3 separate regions of the Mus musculus genome follow, and all the other regions are linked to region 2. A link is a contact called in public HiChIP or PLAC-seq and promoter capture Hi-C data. All regions are on one chromosome and are shown on one strand. The core of a region is the stretch at or near the end of the contact, and the rest is flanking DNA. Distances in the headings are between cores, read along the strand shown.

Evidence for each region. Promoter capture Hi-C pulls out the DNA fragments that hold promoters and counts their contacts. HiChIP or PLAC-seq counts read pairs in DNA pulled down with a chosen protein or histone mark.
Region 1: a contact with region 2 is called in a promoter capture Hi-C map of liver, with 4 times the contacts expected there. The contact joins the promoter of Zfp334 here to the promoter of Trp53rkb in region 2. A contact is called at or near these places in 3 of 39 promoter capture datasets (the 3T3-L1 cell line, hippocampal neurons and liver).
Region 3: an H3K4me3 HiChIP or PLAC-seq map of stem cell-derived neural progenitor cells shows a contact between it and region 2, with 7 times the contacts expected there. The contact joins the promoter of Slc13a3 here to the promoter of Trp53rkb in region 2. A contact is called at or near these places in 2 of 39 promoter capture datasets (the 3T3-L1 cell line and the SN4741 cell line) and 2 of 115 datasets of contacts at active chromatin or transcription factors (embryonic stem cells and stem cell-derived neural progenitor cells).

The regions. Positions count from the first base shown.
Region 1 is chr2:165,386,834-165,390,564 of GRCm38.p6, forward strand. It overlaps Zfp334 (zinc finger protein 334), which reads right to left and starts at 1,426. Exons shown (of 5, transcript NM_178411.3): 1 at 1,128-1,426; 2 at 93-155. The coding sequence starts at 107.
Region 2 is chr2:166,792,203-166,795,763 of GRCm38.p6, forward strand. It overlaps Trp53rkb (transformation related protein 53 regulating kinase B), which reads left to right and starts at 1,565. Exons shown (of 2, transcript NM_023815.4): 1 at 1,565-1,866; 2 at 3,180-3,561. The coding sequence starts at 1,611.
Region 3 is chr2:165,471,830-165,475,384 of GRCm38.p6, forward strand. Slc13a3 (solute carrier family 13 (sodium-dependent dicarboxylate transporter), member 3) reads right to left here and starts at 1,368. Exons shown (of 13, transcript NM_054055.2): 1 at 1,222-1,368. The coding sequence starts at 1,332.

The sequences.
Region 1 (3,731 bases), core at 176-2,675, 1.4 Mb before region 2:
TTTTATACACGTCTACCACATCCAGATGTACTCGCTGCGGGTCTATGAACAGCCACTGCCAACGGTGGGACGTGAATCCCTCGGTGACTTACCTGGGTACTGTCCATTTCCAGGCGTTCTCAAGAAAGGGCCAGGAACCACCGGTGATCCAAGGGCTGGGTGAGGAAGAACAGGGAATGTGATCAGCAGACTGGCTAGCAGCTCGACAGTGACTCACAGACATGCCCTGGAAGGAAAGGACCCTTCGACCTGCGTCATACAGAAAGCGTCTGCGGAGGGAAGGCCCAGGGCAGTTTTGAATGGACTAATCAGAGCTTTTCTTACTGTGTGAAAGGAAACAAAGGTGTGAATTGAACTACTGTCTTATTCAGGTCTCCTTAAAAAACAAACAACACTTCAGAGTTCATATTAGATCATATCAATAAGCTCTAGTATATATGAAGCCTGAAAGAGCAGGCCAGCAACTCTGAGATTCTATCAATCAATCTATCTATCTATCTATCTACCCTCTAGTTTTTTGGGTATCAATTATCTATCTATCTATCTATCTACCTACCTACCATCTAGTTTTTTGGGTATCAATTACCTGTTTTCCTACTAATGCATTCAGCAGATGAAATCAGAAAACCAGACAGAGGGAGTGAGGGGTTTAAGATGCGTATCACTCTGCTCCCCTCCCCCAAGCTTAACTGCAGTTTCATGAGAGGGAGGCCTCTGCTTCAGTGTAGCAGAAGACAAAGCCCTGGCCTTCGAATCAACACACCAGATTTCAATTCTTGGTTCTGGCACTAGCAAACTACCTAAATGGTCAAAATAGCTGCCTTCCTCACTTGAGAAGAAGTTCGACTCTCATAAAAACCCTTTCCTGTAGATACTCTTGGGTCATTCTTCTATATAAAGGAAACCAGTAAACTCCAGGATGGTGATGGACGGGGTTTGAGCAACTCTGGCGAAACAGAATGGGGACTCTAATGAACGACACGCATTTGTTCGAAGTGATGCAGAGGCCTTTTTCTCAGCCATGGCTGGCATCCCTTCCCTCCCAAACGAAAGACCCGCCAATGAAATCAGACCTGCTCATTCCCTCAATCGCAGCTCAACCCTTAAGCAGCCCCCCGAAGCTTTACCGGGCCAAGGGCATCCGCAGGACTGCTGGGATCCGCTTTTTGCACGCACACACCTCTCTCCTTCCCAGGCTGCCCGCCCGGAGGCCTGCAGCCCCGGGGGCGCCCGCTAGCCTCGCCCGGCCCCTGGACACGCGCAAGCCTCCGCGGGCCCCAGGAAGGCGCTGGTTCTTCTGATCCTGCCCCGGAGTCGCCACCCGGAATTCCTCTGGCTCAGGGGAAACCTCGCTTCTTTTGTAGCTCCCAGAAGGCCCCAGGCAATTGTGGCGCACAGAGGCCCCTCGAGCCTCGCCTGGAAGAGCCCCACGAAACGGAAACGCATCCATAGAGCCTAGGAGACCGCGCATGCGCAGAGTCTCGGAGCGGCCATTCCCACGGTTCTCCAAAGGGTGCTGTAGTCTTTCCAGGACTACATTTCCCACAGGGAGTTGCGGCCCCCACCCAGCCGATAGCCTCTGAGGCGCTAGGGCTTTAATCACAGTAATTTACGAGTAAAAACCATGAGTACAAGAAGAAGTGTGAGAATAAAAAATTAGAGCTCTGTAAAGAAATTCCAACAGTGTATTAAGAAAAAAATAATAACCAAACAGTTGTAAGCAGAATAAAAATGTATCGACGACCTTCCCAAAATTACAGAAGAGACCCCCTAACAAAGAATCAAACCATCTCTAAATATCTTAAAAGAAAATAATCGCCATCCTGTTTATTACTGACTTTACTGACAGGTGCATACTCTCCTGCCAATTTTACAGAAGGAGAAGTCACAATAAGTAATGGCAAAATATTTTAACAGTATAATATTTTCAATTTTTATTTTATTTTATTTTATATGTATTGATATATTGCCTGCCTGCATGTATGTCTGTCCACTACTTGCGTGCTGTGCTTGGTACCCCGTGTCTAAGAAGGCCAGAAGATGGTATCATGTAGGTGCTGGGAATTGAACTCTGCTCCTCTGCTATAAATCACTGCGCCATCTTAACAATATATTTTAACATGACCAATTATATTTAATCCAAGTAATATAGAAACTGCTCTTCATCCATGAGGACAAATTGAATACGTGTATATATTTTGTTTTATTTATTTTTTTAAAATATTTATTTATTTATTTATACACTGTACACTATAGCTGTCTTCAGACACTCCTGAAAACGGCATCAGATTTCGTTACGGATGGTTGTGAGCCACCATGTGGTTGCTGGGATTTGAACTCAGGACCTTTGGAAGAGCGGTCGGCACTCTTAACCACTGAGCCATCTCACCAGCCCCCGTGTATATATTTTAAAAGAGGAAAGCTATGGAATATCTTAGTCACTGGAAGGCCAGACAGTTTCTGACACAGTTATCTGTTATGTTTAAATACCAAAAGGAACTTCGAGATGCAGAGGCTGAGAGATAGCTCTCAGTGAGCCAGACTTCCAGGGATTCAATGCTTGTATACTGTCTCCCACATCAAACGTGGCCATGATGTAATTTAAATAAAGGGGTCATAAGAAGGGACACTGCAGGCTTCAAAAAGCAAACCTGATATCCTGGCAGTCCGGTTTGTTTGCGGTGTTCCTAGAGTTTGTGTATGACTTTAGTTAACTAGTTACCAGAGATCAAGTGGAAACCAAAAGAAGCAGAGAGGCAATGTGGAGAAAAGGCAAATATTTCCCAGAAACCCAGCCATGCCTCCCCTTCCAGGGATCCTTGTCAAGACTTCAGATGCAGGGAGTGAGCCACCCTGAACATTGCATGCAGTTACATTCTTGGGTGGCCTCAGTTGCATATAGACTCACATAAAGCAGAGCCACAAAGTGCATACCTGTAAGCACACACAGAGCCACAAAGTCCGTACCAGTAGCCTCATAGCACGGAGGAAATAACCAGTTGCATCATTTTAAGCCACCAGATTTTGGGGGTAGTTTGTTATGGAGCAATAAATACATGGTGGGTCTGCAAGATGTTTCAGTAAATAAAGGCATTGCCAACAAACCAGATGACCTGCTGTGGGTCTCAGGGGTCCACATGGTCGAGAGAGAGGACCCAGATCTGCAAGCTCCATGTGTGTGCCGGGCCATTCTCAGGGGTATGTACCCGAACCCATGCCAAGTCAAAAGAAAACTGAAATGACTTTGGGGAAAGATAGATTTTAAAAGCAAATGTATGGGGGAAGGGAATGCAGTTGGCTTCTAGATATAATAAGTGAAAGAGTGGGCTCAATTATTAATAGTGCTTCTAGAAATAACTTCAATTTAGTATTTTTTTAAGTCAAGTAAGGAACAAGAAAATTAATATAGAAGATTTGAAAATGAATTAGAAATTAGCCATATGGGATGGTTTGAATAGGCATGGCCCACATAGACTCATGTCTATGAATGTTCGGCCCATAGGAAGTGGCACGACAAGGAGGTGTGGCCTTGTTGGAGTAGGTGTGACCTTGTCGAAGGAAGTATGTCATTGTGGAGGCGGGCTTTGAGGTCTTCTATGCTCAAGCTACACTCAGTGTGAACACAACCTCCCTCTGCTGCCTGTGGATCAAGGTGTAGAACTCGCAGCTCCTTCTCCAGCACCACGTCTGCCTGCCTGCCTGCTGCCGTGCTTCCTGCCATGGTGATAATG
Region 2 (3,561 bases), core at 315-2,814:
TCTGTCCCAGCTCTGCAGAGAATAGGAGATAGTTTGGTGAGAGAAGGATCTATAAGAGTTGCAGGAGGTCCCTGCAGGGCCATATGGGCTGATGAAGTTTTAGGTCTGAATTCTTAGCACAGTACAGAGTCACTGAAAGGTTTGAACCAGGTTTACAGAGCTAAACTCAGCCTGACTTAGCAAGCCTGGCTCTGGTCAGCACCTTTGCACAGTAGATTTCTAAGGCAAGGGTTCAGATGGGTTTGGTTACCATAGAGACGGCTGTGTGGACACAAACAATTATGATAATGAAGCTACAGACTTGAGCACTGGGGGATGTAAACGGAACGGGTTCTGGGTGTGTTTTGCTGGAGAACACATCCTGCCACACAAAGGGTCTGATGATGAAAAGGAACCTGTCATGAATATGAACGAAACCCAGGGACCACAGAGCCAAGATGCTGGTGCCATAGCAACCCGGGATCCAAGGGCTTCTCTTCTGTTCCAGGAATAAGAAGGGCAGAGTGTGAGTGTTGCAGCTCTAAAGGGAAAGGCTTCCCCTATAGAAGTGTTACAGCTCTGCTGTGGCGGCTGCTGTCTGGGAAGTTTTCCCCAGTCCAAGTTACAGCTGTTCCTCAGCAAAGCTACTCTGAGAGGTATCCTGGCTATCGGGAGTCAAGGAATACCACAAAGTTACACTGCACAACAAACCTCACACAAGAGATTTATTGGGAGGGTGGCTGCCTCTGCTCAAGCCGGAAGCAGCAGCGAACTGAGCAGCAGACAGGGTTTATATGGAGTTTCTTGGGAATGGCGGGAGCTTTCCCGGTAAAGATTTCCAGGGTGAGGATTGCTGGGATTTCAACTCCTGAGCTTGGAACAGCTCAGGAATTGGTGGGTTTCTGGGGCCAATTCAGTGATTGATGCATTTCTGTTCTTGGCCCTGGTTTTAGGCTTGAGGTCTAGTTAAGGTCAAGGTGTTTTTTCTTTGGCCCTTTATCCTACACAGAAGTCATGCGAAGAGGGCCTCTGTCCACCGGCATCTTGTAATCAGGCTCTTGTTAAATTCTGATAAGCCCCAACCCCAGAAGAACCAGGCAGCCTCATTCTGAAGAATAGGAAACCGGAACTCAAAGGGATGGTGTGGGCTGCTGACATCGGTTGGCATCACCAGGTAGAAAGCTTTGCCTAGTCTGTCTGTCCTTCCCTCTTGGATTACATAGTACGTTTCCATCGGTTAATGTGTGAGGATCACAAGTTCAAAGCTAACCTGAGATACACAGTGAGATCCGGTCTTTAAAAAGTAAAGGATTTTTCTATGCTAGTAGAAAGGAGCAGAGTATCCCCAACAGCATCGCCAACGAGTTTCCTGAGAGAGCTAGAGAGAGAGAGAGAGAGAAGCTGTTGACTAAAAGTTGCCGAGCGCACACGGATACAGACAGGAACCAAGTCTACAGGGAAGGGCCAAGTCTACAGGTCCGAGAGGCTCCGCTGAGCGCGGAAAGGTCGCGAGGCGGAACCACACTAGCAGGGTGAAGTGTGTTGTGGGAGCGGTGTTCATGGCGGAAGAGGCCGGAGGATTTCCGAAGCGAGCGGAAGCGGCGCGGTCAGGGTCGGAAGGAGTCGGAGGCATGGCTGGTGTGTCCTCGGAGGCGGAGGCCGAGGCGCTGGCCGCGGCGCGCGAGCGGAGCCGCCTCTTCCTGAGCGGCCTAGAGCTGGTGCAGCAGGGCGCCGAGGCGCGCGTTTTCCGTGGCCGCTTCCAGGGCCGCGCGGCCGTGGTGAAGCACCGCTTCCCGAAGAGTTACCGGCACCCGGAGCTGGAGGCGCGGCTCGGCCGTCGGCGGACGGTGCAGGAGGCGCGCGCGCTGCTCCGCTGCCGCCGTGCGGGTGAGGGGGGCCGGACGGGGCTCCGGGAGACGGGACAGACAGGGCTGCGGGAGACCGGTGGGACGGGAGAGACCGGGCTCCGAGTTCCGGGGGTCCGGACCAAATAACAACGCCCTGGGTAGTTTTAAGCATCTGTCCTGCCAGGCGCGCGTCTGGAGCTAGCTTTCTGAATTCAGATTATACCCTTCTGTGAGTTGCCTTGCCTAAATTTCCCGAGTTCTAATCGGAAGTCATAGTCGAGTTCGCATCTCGGGGATGTTGTGAGTGGCCTATACAAACGTGTATGTTGGCATGACATCCAATAAATGTCAGACTTCATGAAATCGTGTTTTGTTTGTTTGGTTTTGTTTTTTTCCAGACGGGGGTCTCATTGTAGCTGTGGCTTTCGTGAATCTCACTATGTAGACCAGGCAGATCTATAACTCAGAGATCTGATTAGCACAACTCCCATCTATTTTTAACACCCATTTGCTAGCCCCACGGAAAAGTTTTGTCCTCTTGAGAAACTGAGACACAAACGGGGAAAGGGCCAGAAGTTTCACAGCCACCAGGCCGCCTGACTTGGTGGCCCAGAACTGTGGCCTCTGCTTTTACACCTCTGTTCTTTTCTCCTTAGTGGTTGATAGGTGCCAGGAGACTGGGAAACGCAGCAGTGAACAGGCCTGTGCTTTTCTGCCCTAGAGGGGCAATGGAATTATAAAGAAGTGTTCATATATTCTCCTTTACCTTTTGTAAGTTTTACCAGACAGGGGTGGGGGCTACCTTGGTACCCCAGTTTCTAGGAAACTGTTCTGAACCTGGTTGACATTCAGGAGAGACTCCTGGCGTTAACTGGAGGTTTTGTTACCACTTTACAGTTGTGGAGACCGAGGCATAGAGTAGCTAAGGGAACCTTGAGGTTTCACGCCTAATAAGGGATTTGAACCTGCCTGTTCCAGAACACAGATGAGCCTGTAAGGTGACACCCTGCTTAGCCACTTGCCTGGTGACTGTCAGGTAGAAACTGCTCAGACTGCAGGATGCTTTCCTTCTGGCTTCTTGTTTTGTTTGTTTTTAGGGAGCAGCAATGAATTCCAGTCCTCAGGTGGCTTGAGAAAGGAGGAGCAAGCCTTGATACTTCCAGACTTACCCTGGCCTGGTCTCAGGCCGTAGTCCTGCAGGGCTTTAACAGGGCAAGCTCTGGATAAATTGTATCATTTTCCACAGTAGTCTAAACCCTGTTCCAAAGCAGGTTTAGGCTGAGAAACTGTCTGCCTGTGCATGAAGCCGGCCTTCATGAAGATGCGCTCCCTAACCACGTGTGTCCATTGCAGGGATAGCTGCCCCAGTCGTCTTCTTTGTGGACTATGCGTCTAACTGCTTATATATGGAAGAAATCGAAGACTCGGTGACTGTTCGGGATTATATCCAATCCACTATGGAGACTGAAAAGGACCCCCAGTGCCTCTTGGACCTGGCCAGGAGGATGGGGCAGGTTCTGGCCGGAATGCACGACCAAGACCTCATTCACGGGGACCTCACCACCTCCAACATGCTCCTGAGGCGGCCCCTGGCGCAGCTGCACATCGTGCTCATCGACTTTGGGCTGAGCTTTGTCTCAGGACTGCCGGAAGATAAAGGCGTCGACCTCTATGTCCTGGAGAAGGCCTTCCTCAGCACGCACCCCCACACCGAGACCGCGTTTGAAGCCTTTCT
Region 3 (3,555 bases), core at 118-2,617, 1.3 Mb before region 2:
AGGCATAAGGTTCCTATGCATCCACCGTCCCTATCCAGACATCTGTTGGCCACAAGACTGATGTCCTGGCTTGACCTTCCACCTTTTCCTGAGCCGATCACTCTAGCCTCAACCGACCGCAACACTGATTCCCAAAAGTAAAGAGACGGTCATCTCATTTTAAAGCCAAGGAAAGTGAAACCTGGACAAGGAAGGGAGCCGGGGAGCCCCCAGGCCAGTTGCTCGCTCGTCCAGGGCCCCATTGGCCTTGGCAAGAGTGACCTACTCCTTCTGAGGTCATTTATTTGCTCTCTTCAATGTCAACAGAGTCTGACGGGCTAGATAGCTGAGAACTAAAGGACTTGCTGTGCACGGCCAGCCTGGGGTCACCGTTCCTTGTCAGGCACGCAGGAGCCCTTCTGCAGCAGGCTGCTCCCTGGGGCTCTGCTGCCTGTCACATATTAAAGGACACCATCACCTCTCCTTTATTTTGTGACCATCGGCTAGCTCACTCAGCACTGTTGTGATGTGGCCAAGTACCTTCTGGAAGAAGCCACTTAATGTGATGGGCCTCGTGCCCTTCAGGAAGTCCTGATGGGCTGGACACAGGTGCTGGTCCCTAGGAACTCACTCCAGCCTTCTCTCTAAGAGAACTGGACTCTGGGAACAGCAAAGGCCCTGGGCTCTCAGATGTGGGCACTCAGGGATTTCCCATTGGGAGTCACCCATGAGAGTGTCCCCTGCTGTCTCTAAGCCTTAGTTGACCCAGCTTGAGTGGGGAGGGGAGGTGTTCTGAAGGGAATTTTTTCAGGGGTGACACAGGACAGGTGACACCTCTCCTAGGAAGCACTCAGGAAGGTGTAGTTCTCCAGTCATTGAGCAACTGCTACAGAGCAAAAGCAGTTAGCACCCATTTAAGACACCGACATAGACTGATTCCTTTATCTTCACCGTGAGCCTATGATGCGTTATCATATTCCCTCTTTCTGGGTAGGGGGTACGCAAACCAAAGTTCAGAGAGGTTAAGTGACTGGCGACAGGTCACACAGTTGTTCTTCGGAAAGACTGTGAAGGGCTATATACCCCAGTAGCACCAAGCAAGCCGTCAGAGCTCAAACTTTAGAAGAGTGGGAGGACCGAGAGAGGCAGACCAGGGAGAGGCAAGGAAGGGAGAAGGGGAGCGGGTGCTCCTAGGGGTAGGCAGGCTCAAGGCGGGAGGGTCTCGACCCGGGACCACCGTACCTTGGGCGGCAGGGCGAAGAGAATGGGCAGCAGAGCCAGCGGCACCAGCAGCAGCACCAGGAGGCGCCGCGCGCTCCACACCTTCTTGGCCAGCGCCGCCAGCGCCGCCATCCGCGCGATCGCTGGAGACCAGGCGGCCCGACTGCCCCTCAGCGGCCGCCGGCAGGGACCTAAAGCCCCAAGGGACGGGGAGGAGCCATGCGGAACCGCCCCGGGCCGCGCCTCCTTGGTCTGGACAAGGAGCAGGGAAGGGGCCCCAGAGCACCCCACCCGCCCCCGCGCCCCACTCTGGACTCACGTGGGAAATGGGGCAAAGCCCAGGTGGGACTAAAGGCCTCAGCACCGTCATCCCACTGTCCAACCCTGTAGGGACAGACCAAGCTACTGAGACCTCTAGTGACCGTGGTTGCAGCCTCTTCCAGACTTGGAGGTTGGTGGGGGGGTTTAAGTGAGATAGTGCTTCGTGCAAAGGGCCGGGTCACCTGTGGGTAGGAGCTTTCCCTTCTCAGTGACAGATGCCACAACCTGCTTGATATTGTGTGTGTTGGGACAGGCTCTTATTTAGCCCAAGCTGGCCTGCATCTCCCTATGCTGCTGAGGACAACCTTGAACTCCCATCCTCCTGCCACTACTTTCTGAGGGTTGGCATTATGGACGTGTGCCAACGCCCCTGGTTTCATACGGGCAGCTGCTAAGTCAGCTTAAGATCCAACCTCCACTATTTTAAGAAAATAGGGACTCTTTGGTCTTACTCTGCACTATTCACATTCCCGCTAGCAGCTCATGGGGGCCCAGCTTCTCCACATCCTCCGTGGACTGCTGAGCAGTGATGGATCAGCCGGACTCTTCTGTTTCCCAGAGATGCCTGGAAGGAACACACGGCCTTGGCCATGCAAAGCAGAAGGCACAAGGCCTGACTCTGCTTTCCGCCCTGAGTGGGTCCTCCACCCTCCTTGGGATTGCGACATGTTTCCCCACTGGCTACTGTCAATGGGACCTTGTCCTGGCTCCTGGGGCCTGAGTGGTTTCTGTGGAGAAAGGGACTTGTTGGAAAGTTTCTTGGTTTTTGTCGTTTGGAGGAGGGGGCAGGGGGGGGTTGGTTCAGAACATTGCATACACACAGCTTATAATCTATGGGCACTGCCATCTTACCAGGTCCTGTAAAATATGAGAGCCTCATTGATCCCTGTGTCCCTTTTGCTTATCATTCTTAACATTGCTGCTGCTCTGCAAACATTTGGAATCATGGCCATGCTGTGGGCATGCTTAGTCTCAACTTCAGGCTTAGAAAACCCAAGGTCTTGTTAACATGGCTGACTTCAGTCCAGCCACAGCGATGTAATACCCTCTCAAACTAGATGGAATGTGACAACCAACGAGGTCTTCCAACAACGCGTGCCCACACTCTCACATGCCTGTACACACACACACACACACACACACACACACACACACGTCATACACACACATGGAGATAGAAAGTACAGAAGAGGGGCTGGTGAGATGGCTCAGCAGGTGAAGGCACCTCCAGGCCTGGTGACCTGAGTTTGGTCCCTGGGACCCACCATAGAAGAAGAACAAAGATTCCTGTAAATTGTCCTCTGACCACCACACACAAGTATGCATTCTCTCTCTCTCTCTCCCTCTCTCTCTCTCTCCCTCTCTCTCTCCCTCTCTCTCATAATAAAATAAAAGCTACACAAGAAAGAGAGGGGAAAAGGGAAGGGGGCAGAGAGAAAGGGAGGGACCACTGTGCTAACGTCTCCCACAGTTCCACTAACAAACTCCCATGGTTTTTATCACGGTTTCCTGATGGCAGTGTCCATCTTAACCCTGGCTGTTTGGGAAGATCTCTGTGTCATGGCCTTGGTTGGGTTTGGCTCAGGGTTTCTAAGCATCCCCATCTTCTGCCAGCTGTGACATGGTCCCAACAAATGCTTCCTTCGTCCCAAGCTTTCTCCTGTGTCTCTAACCATCAGTAACACTTATGTTAGATCGCTTGGCATTAGCGTGTAAATTTTAGATTCTTCCACATTTTTCTGCCTTTTCCCTCTGTGTGTCCTGGTCTGAGAACCCTTAATAACCTGCTTTGGTTTGCCTACCTTGGTCTTCACTATATCTCCTTGCTGCAGGGCTCCATCCTCATTCATGAGGTCATGCCTTTGACCCTAGCGTCTTCTCCATTGGCTTGTTACAGTTTCAAGTCTCCGAGGAATGGTCCCGTTTATTTATGAATGCTGCTCTATTTTTTAAATTTATTTTTGTCCACATTTTAAGTCCTAAGTTTTAAGAACCTAAGTTACCTTAAGATCTATTAATTCTGTTGATGGTCAC